2 separate regions of the Mus musculus genome follow, and region 1 is linked to region 2. A link is a contact called in public HiChIP or PLAC-seq data. All regions are on one chromosome and are shown on one strand. Each heading gives the region's core, a stretch centred on a gene start, on an enhancer-like site or on the middle of the called end of the contact. The rest is flanking DNA. Distances are from core to core; before and after follow the strand shown. Region 1 holds the start of Chaserr (CHD2 adjacent suppressive regulatory RNA). Region 2 holds the start of 4930429H19Rik (RIKEN cDNA 4930429H19 gene).

Region 1 (4,418 bases), core at 347-2,846, 250 kb after region 2:
GATGAGCTACGTAAGTCTCCCCAACACTGTCTTTACGCAGTTATTCACCTTTACAGCACAAGAGCTCCGCAGAATGAAGACAAATATATTCAAAAATACACAAAGGTCTGAACACTCCTAGTCTTCCAACGACTGATCCTAAATTACCTCAAATAATTTTTAAATGAGTATGCAGAAACAAATTTTTTAAAACTGTTGTTTCCATACTGTTCCGTTTCTAAGCACACCTCGACTTTTATACGTGCAACAAATGCAACAAATATGGCCCCTCTTCATCGCCCATCAATGGCAGTCTTACTTCAGGATTTACACTAAGTAACTTAAAGAGCTCTGCTTTTAGAATATTTCTTAACTTTTACGGCCAAGGTTTCTAATAGTATACACTCTCTTTTAAACAAGATGAATTTTAACTTGTAAAGGGTCGGAACCGCCTCAAGTTAGATTTAACATTCAAGTGAGAAGTTGCTGATAACGGCTTTACCTACTCATTTAAAAAAGTATCAAACAGTACGGTTATGTTCAAGTATCAGGATGTCAAATGGTCTTAACGAAAGTTCTCGGTAAAAATAAGCTGTATTCATCAAACGCCATCATCTTGCACCATAATTATCAAATCTACTTCCTTTAAACTGCCTTGTTGCCGTCGTCATTTTTGAAATACTAGATGCACTCCTGTAACTTGCCTTTTCTAAAAGACAACAAACGTCACGGACGTTTAACAAGCTGAAAGGTACCTTTGCATCTAGAACACTAACAGCCGTTCTCAAAAGCAGCTTAGAAAGAGTTAAAAGCCAACACCCAACAGGGAGAAGGGGGGAAAAAGACAAGTTTTATTTTGGTTTAAGCGAAGTGAGAGGTTCCATTGTTCTTTTAGATCCGACCCCAAAGATGGGTTCCCACCTCACTGGAAAAGATTTTTAAAAGCCCATCAACGGAGGATTGTTGTTATTTCTCGCTAAGTATCGAAGTAACTCACCAGAGCAAGCAGGGGTTCCACGGCGCGGCCGCCGCCCTCTCCCCGCTGGCTCGGACCGCAGCGCGGCGCCCGGCTGGGTATGCAGCGGGAACGCGGTGGCCCGACCCCGTGCTCCCGTGGCATCGGCCCTCCGCGGCAGTGCCCGGGGCTGCGTGTGCAGAGCCAGCCGGCAGCCACCCGCCGCCCCTCCCGCCCGCGCTCAAGGACGTCGTGCTTTTCCTCCCAAGGACAAAGGACAATAAAGGGAGCAGGGGAGCTACTCACCGGGTCGAAGCGCGGCCCCTGCCGCCATCGGCTCGCTCTTCCTCGCGTGTCCAGGACGGGTCGCCCGCCGCAGCCTCCCGCCCGCGGCGCGAAGCCGCCTCCCGGCCGCGCGCGACACCAGCACCGCCGCTGCCGCAGCGGAGCCACGGGCGTCGTGGGCCCGGCCTCCCCGGGCGCTCCGGCCGCGAGCTCCCACATCGCGCGCGGCCGCCTCGCCCCAGCCGCGGCCTCCCCGCTCTCCCAGAGCCCTCCAGGACGCCGGGGTAGCGCTCCCAGCGCAGCGGCGAGCCCACGGGCCGCGGCAGACCGCCTGACAGCTGGGCTTGCTGCTGCCTCTCCGGCCATCTTGTGCCGTGTGTGGTGTCTCTCCCGTCTCCTCGCTCGGCTTTCCTCCCTCCTCCTCCTCCCCCCGCCCCACACACCACACAACATGGCCTCTTCGCTGCGGCGGGAGCTGCGGCGGCGGCTAGAGCTCCGCGGCGCTCCAGCTCGCTCCCCTCCCCCAACCTCCCGCCTGCAGCTCCGGGACCCCCAGTGCGCACGCGCGCCGACACCCGCCCGCGGCGGCCATTGGCTGGGCTAGCTTCCTGCCCTCGCTTCCCGGAGCGGCATCACGCACTTCGTTCGTACCTTCCTCCCGCCCCAACTGCATACTATTGGTCAGTTCTGAACCCACCGCTTCCATGTTCTCAGCACCAATAGGGCTTATTTAATGCCAATCATAGCCCGTGGGCGTTTCAGGAGAGAAGTCCTGACCTGCGATTGGCAGATAGTGAAACTCTGGGTTTGCGGGGAGAGACGTAACTTTCTGCTCCGCAGTGCGGACCCTCGAAGGTAGTTTGTGTACGGACGAGCCATTAAAAGCTAACCTTTCCTGTTTCTGACTTGAGATTTTTTTCGTCCACAAAGGAAGAGGAAGTGATAGAGCGAAAACGACATGATTGACAAGATAAGCAAAAACTGCAGAACCTTCCTTCTTGGGCAAGCGCCATAGCCTCAGGATTTTTTGCCCCTAAGGAACCAGACCACAGGCAGGTTATGACCAGCACATTCGCTAACCTAATATCTGACTTGATATACCACTTATTTGAGGTAATCTAGTAGCATGCCCAGTAGTCCTGAGGGCCTAACAAACCAGCCTCTTAATTCTGATTAGCTGGATCCCACATTTTAGGGCAGCGTTGTTGAAGTGGTAGTTTAAACATGTCTATCCAGCTTTCCCCCAGAGAATTACACAGTACAAGCTTCATTTCCTCTCAAAAACTCCACTCTTTTACATTTCTTCTTCCCACTTCTGCCTGGAAACAAGTTTAGGCAGAATACAAATGAATCTCTGAACCGTCTGTCCTCAAGTATCTAAGGAAGTTGTTCTCGCACAGAAGCGGAATGTGGAAATGTTTCTTTTGGCAAGGGGCTAGGGGAAAAGAAAATATGCTATTAGTTTCCATGAGGGAAAAACACTTTTAAGAAGGGGCTTGCTTGTTGAGATGAGAGGAACAGTTCTAAAATTCTCTTGAAACTTAGTTTGCTCCTGGGTTAAAAATCACATTACTTGATCATGGACCACAAAAGTCGTTCTAGTTCCCTTTTGGAGGGGTGTGGAATCAGGTCTCTTTAACATAGTGTTGGCTGTCCTGATGTTTTTTAACGTTAATTTGAGCGTGTGTATGTGTCTGTCTGTCTGTCCACATTAAGTGTCACAGCACTTAATGTACACAGGAGGTGAAAGGACACAGTATAGGAGTCGCTTCTCTCCTACATCAGGCTTGTCAGCATAGCACCTTTTACAGGTGAACCTCAGGTTGACCCTTCAAACCCTTGCTTAAAAAAAAAAAATTACACTGAGGCTGGAGAGACGGTTCAGTGATTAAGATCTCATGTACTGCTTCTCTTCCGGGAGACCTGAGCTCAGTTTCCAGCACCCACATAAGGTGACTGGAAACTAGCAGTAAGTCCAAATCCAGGGGTACCTCTGCGATGCCTTCCTCCTAGAGCACCTGCGCTCCCGTGCACACACACCCACATAGACACATGTACAGATAAGTTTAAAATTAATAGAAATAGAATTTGGAGAATAAAAATCATATACTAAAGGTGAAGAGATGACTCAGCAGTGAAGAGAACTGACTGCTCTTCCAGAGGACCTCGGGTCAATTCCTAGCACCCACATCATAGCTCAGAACTGTCGTTAATTTCCAGTTCCAGGGGATCCCATGCCCTCATCTGACCGCCAAAGCCACACACAAGGGAATATGCCTACATGCAGGAAAAGCACTCCTACACATAAAAAGAAAGATCTTTTATAAATTTTTAGAAGGAAGACAATAGCTAGGAAATATGTAGATTACTGATAGGTAGGTAGATAGATGGTAGATATGTAAGAAAAATAAGAAAAGAAAACTTCTCAGCAGATGTTCTTGAGAGGCTGAGGTGTGAGCCCATGAGTATGATCATGTTCACCCTGGGCCACATAGCAAGGCCCTATCTCAAAAACCCAGTAGGTGACTAAAGTTAATGATGCATAAGCTACTTAGGTATAAGATAAAACTTTGTACAGAGCTCAGGTGACTTCTGTGCACGTCTTGTACTAGACATACTTCCTGGCAATATACTTTGAGACGTAATGCTTTAATACAAATTAAATTTTCTCCAGGCATCATCATTTATACTCTTAGTCCTAGCCCTTGGGAGACTGAGGAAGGCAAAAAGATTGCAGTGTGTGTGTTTGAAACCATCCTGGGCTACAAGACAGCTATTTCAAAAAAGGAAAAACAAACAAAAAAAAAAAAAAAACAAAGACATGGGAGAAGACACCTCACTCAGGTGGCAGAATTCTTATCTCACGTGGCCTGGGTTCTCACTCACTTCAAGCCCCAGCAGCTCAGGAAACAGTGTGCAGACCCATAATAATCCCAGCGATCCAGAGGTGGAAACGGGAGACATCCAAAGGCATTCATTACCAATCACATTCAAATTCAAGACCAGTCTTGACACAAGAGCCATTTTTAAAAAGGAAGCCACCCGATCCAGAACACACACAACATGTACAACCAACCGATAGTGACGCTCTCTCTTCTACTGGGTAGTGGCCCAGGTGCCAATGTGTCTCATAGTCACCTATTTCACTATATGAACCAAATACTCATTAAATATGCAACTCTTCAAAAATGTTTAAGTT
Region 2 (4,000 bases), core at 633-3,132:
TAGTAGGATATGCCACATGAGGGTAGAGAGGGCAGAGCAACGGTCCCTCCCTCGTGTGGGGGTAAACCAGTGGCACCTGGGACGAGGACTAGACCTGGTGAGCCACCCATGATACCAGGGTCTTCCAATTCTATGACACAGGATGTGAGGCAGCAAGTCCTCTCTCACCACAAGGAAGATCACAAGCAACGCTGGTCTCTTGTGCTCACCCCTCCCACTCCCAGAACCACCCTAGACCTAAGACAGCTGACCAGGAAAGGGCAGCGAATCACTGTGCTTCCAGATTCATTTTTATTTTTAAGGAGAAATGACGATATAGACATTTTTAAGGGAAAAATAAAAATTAGATTCTCGACTTTGGAAACCTGCTGTGTGAGAGATTTGACACACAGTCAGCAGCACCTCATCTGGTCTTACTCTTGAGGAAAACAGAGTTAACTCCCGGCTAGGTCAGTAGGAGGGGGACATTTTGTGTCTGACAGATGAGCGAGGTGGGGGTCACATCTGCGTTCCACACCTCAAACAGTTGCTTCCTTTCACCCCGACCCCCATCCTCCCTCACACCAGCCTCTTAAAAGCAACCATCAATCATGACCACAGCAGCAGAGTCTTGGGCTATGAATAGCATGTTATTCCATGAGAGGGACTTCTGTGACTATTAGTCCCTCCTTCTGTCAACCACCCCTGAAAGCTAAGCACGAGGGCTCCCAGTGTCCCCACTTTCCACCAAGGCTCCGGGGAAAGACACAGAGATGGAGATGGTGATAAAAGCAGGCCCGGGCCCTCATTCACTCAGTTCTACCAACCTTTCCGATGGCACCAAGTTGCCCAAGAGCTAGACAGGGCAAAGAAGCAAACAGGAGGTAAGAGGCAACTCTTATGGAAAACCATAAATGCTTCCAGCAGTCCTCCTGGAATACGGATTGATATGAAAGTCATCATGCCTAGTTCTCACAGATTCCAGGTCATACACATCCAGAATACAATGCAGCCAGGCCCAGCAGTTCCTCGTAGGCCAAACACACTACTGCAAACTTGCTTCCCAGGTGATTTGTTATGGGTGGGAACCCTAATCTAGCTACAACTCAATTTAACCATCGGTAATTCCAGCAGAGAGCTTTGAGCTTGTTTGGTGCAGGGGAATTGCCTTTTGAAACAACAGTCTGGAGGCATGCCAAGCCAAGATGTAGCCACAGTTTACCTAGGGCATCAGACAGTGTGTTATTATTTCCTGTAGCCATACCTGACTCTGGCGTGGAGCTATGGACTCTGCAAGGAAGAGTTATGTCCTCCTCATCTGAAGAGAAGCCAGGCTGGTAGGAAGTGTGAGCAAGTGTGTCCTGATAACATCAGGGAGAAGGCAGCATCCAATGGCTTTGACTTTCCATCGATTGGAAAATAAGCAGTCACTGAAAAGCCAGGGCGTCCTAGCATATCTCCAAAACACAAAGGTTCGCGTTCAGTATGTGTCTGTATCTCTGTCCCCTTTTCTCCCTTTACCTAGATGTCTCTCCGTCTTTGGAATTCCCAGAGATGCCTATGAATGTGAGTGCCCTGTCACAGAGCTTCTGAGTTTGAATTCTCACATGGGTTTCTGTCAGGCTCCATCTGCTTCCAGAACTGTGTGCAAACACTTACATCCAAAACCCAGAAAAAAAGGAGGGGAGACATAAAACATTTTTATTTGTTCTGACCAGAAAAGACATATGATCCAGATTGTGTGAAAGAAAGACCGAAAAAGAAAGGGAAACAGATTGTCGGTCCTGGTCACGGCCCACAAGGAGCCTCTCATGCCCAAACAGAGAGGTGCCTGCCTACGAGTAAACCAAGACGCAGCGCGTATCCCACGCCCGACAATGCAACATTCTGAACCACTTCCCTCATACAGACCCGGGATGACATTTTGACTTTCTAACTTGTTGCTGTATGGGATTGAACAAATCATTTAGCCTGAGACTGTTCCCTGCTTTGTACAACAGTGCCTAGGAAATGCTAATGAGAAAACGGGAGTGGTAGCGATAACGGTAATAGTGATAATGCTGCTAGTGGAGGAAAGATGGCGACGGTGGTGATGATTCCGTCAAGATGTGATGGTGGCGATAACAGTAGTGGCCGCGTAGATGGTACAGAGATGATGGTGATGCTGGTAGAGGTGGAGACAGCAGGAGTAGTGATGACGACAGCGGTGATGGAGGCCATGGTGGCGGCTGCAGGGTAACCCTGTGATCCGTGCTGGTGTTCGTGGTAGTCCGTGGTGGTGGTAGCAGAGGCAATAATGACAATAGCTAAGGTGGCGGTGGTGGTGTTAGCCGGAGGTGGTAACAGTGGTGACGGTGGAGATGGTAACTATGGCAGAAGTAATGGTAGTGTTAGAGGTGGTGTGGGCGAAGGCTTTGGTGGTGAAAACAGAGCGACTGTTGGTGGGAGCGACTGTGGAAGCCATGGTTGCCATAGTGCTCTTGGAAGTGGGAGGGGCTATGTAAGCTTGCTCTTTCAGATGCTTTCCCCAGTTTGGTTGCCCTTTAGCAGGACCAGACCAGTCAGTGACAATGTGTCTCTACCTTTCAGAGACATTTCTCCCTAGAGGACTTTCAGAGTCACCATTACATGCTGCAAACCCTTCAGCCCAAGTCAAATAGAACCTAGGTGTGATTTTTAACTCCTCAGTCCTCAGCAAATGGAGCCCAGGCCACCTTCAGGGCTGGGGAAGTGCTGTGTCTCCTCCTCCCGATCTTTCCACTTCTCGCCTCCCACAGGGCCTTTCCACGTTCTCCCCTTCTCCGGTTCACTCTGAAAACCTGACGTCTTGCTGACTCTCTGATGAAAAAAGCAAGAGAGAACACTAAAATACAGATCTCTCTCACCAAAGCCTTCCTCTCCCTGTCCCAGCTACATAACATTTCAACGAGGTTTGAAAAACAAACTGGGAACCAAGGTGCATCTCCTACTCAACAAACTGGAGTTCCAAGAATTTTGAGTCAAGGGCTGAGTGACAATTTATCTGTAGTGAGATCTCTCTCTTTTTTTTTCCAGTACATACTAATTGTATAAAATAATGGTTTTTATTGTGACGAATTTCACACATGCATGTAACACTTTTGAGTAACCCATTTTGAGAATGTTAACTGAGAGCTCCTTTCACTCTTACACAAAAGGTTCTGAAGAACCGAACCGTGAAGCAATTTTGCAGAAACTGTGTTCTGTGGAGGTTTGGGGAAGTATCGGACAGTGGGGATATGAGAGCTGAGTTGGGACCCAAGCTCAAGTCCGAAGCCATGACCAGCAATCCATGCCGTCTCTCACCCCTCCATCTCGCATCTGCATCGCATCTGCAAACTGGGCATTAATCTACACAAAGGTGAAAAGTCGATTTGTAAATGGTGACGGACTCTATAAACATGGGGAGTTTGTTTATTCTCTGGTTCACATAAACATCTTTACTTTTACTTTTATGAAAGTTGTGGGTCTCAGACTGAACTCAATCGTTTTGCATAGCTGGGCATGATGCTGCCCTTCTGACCCTCGCCTCTGCCTCCTAACTGCTGGGGTTACAGGTATGTGCCACCATGCCTGGCTTATGTGTAACTGGGAATTTAACCCCAGGCTTCATTCACGCTAGGCAAGCTTGATCAATTGATCGCTATCCCAAACCCTGAACATAAAGAAAATAAACTTTCTTTCTTTAAGCAAAGGTGTGGCTCCCAGCTGTCCCCATGTGACATCACTGAGCCAACCTCATTCCGTTCCCAAGCACTTTCCTGGGCCCTAGTTTATAATAAGCTCAGTCTTAAGAGAGGGTCTGGGTAGGTCGTCAGTCGTCTTGTCCTGAGCTCTGGCTTGTGATAGAGGTTATCTGAGGCCTCTGGGGTACGTGGACACGTATGTTCATCTTTCTGGGCTTGGCAATCTCTTCTTGGGGAACATTCCTATATCCTTTCTAATAACCCCTTCCCAGTGGCCTGTGTGTTTTATAGGGCAGAGTGAAAAGAGTGAACCAAAA

The links. HiChIP or PLAC-seq counts read pairs in DNA pulled down with a chosen protein or histone mark.
Region 1: a contact with region 2 is called in an H3K4me3 HiChIP or PLAC-seq map of embryonic stem cells, with 11 read pairs. The contact joins the promoter of Chaserr here to the promoter of 4930429H19Rik in region 2.

The regions. Positions count from the first base shown.
Region 1 is chr7:73,556,799-73,561,216 of GRCm38.p6, forward strand. Chaserr (CHD2 adjacent suppressive regulatory RNA) reads right to left here and starts at 1,597. Exons shown (of 5, transcript NR_037569.1): 1 at 1,241-1,597. RefSeq lists a cis regulatory region at 1,079-2,168.
Region 2 is chr7:73,308,498-73,312,497 of GRCm38.p6, forward strand. 4930429H19Rik (RIKEN cDNA 4930429H19 gene) reads left to right here and starts at 1,883. Exons shown (of 3, transcript NR_105062.1): 1 at 1,883-3,358.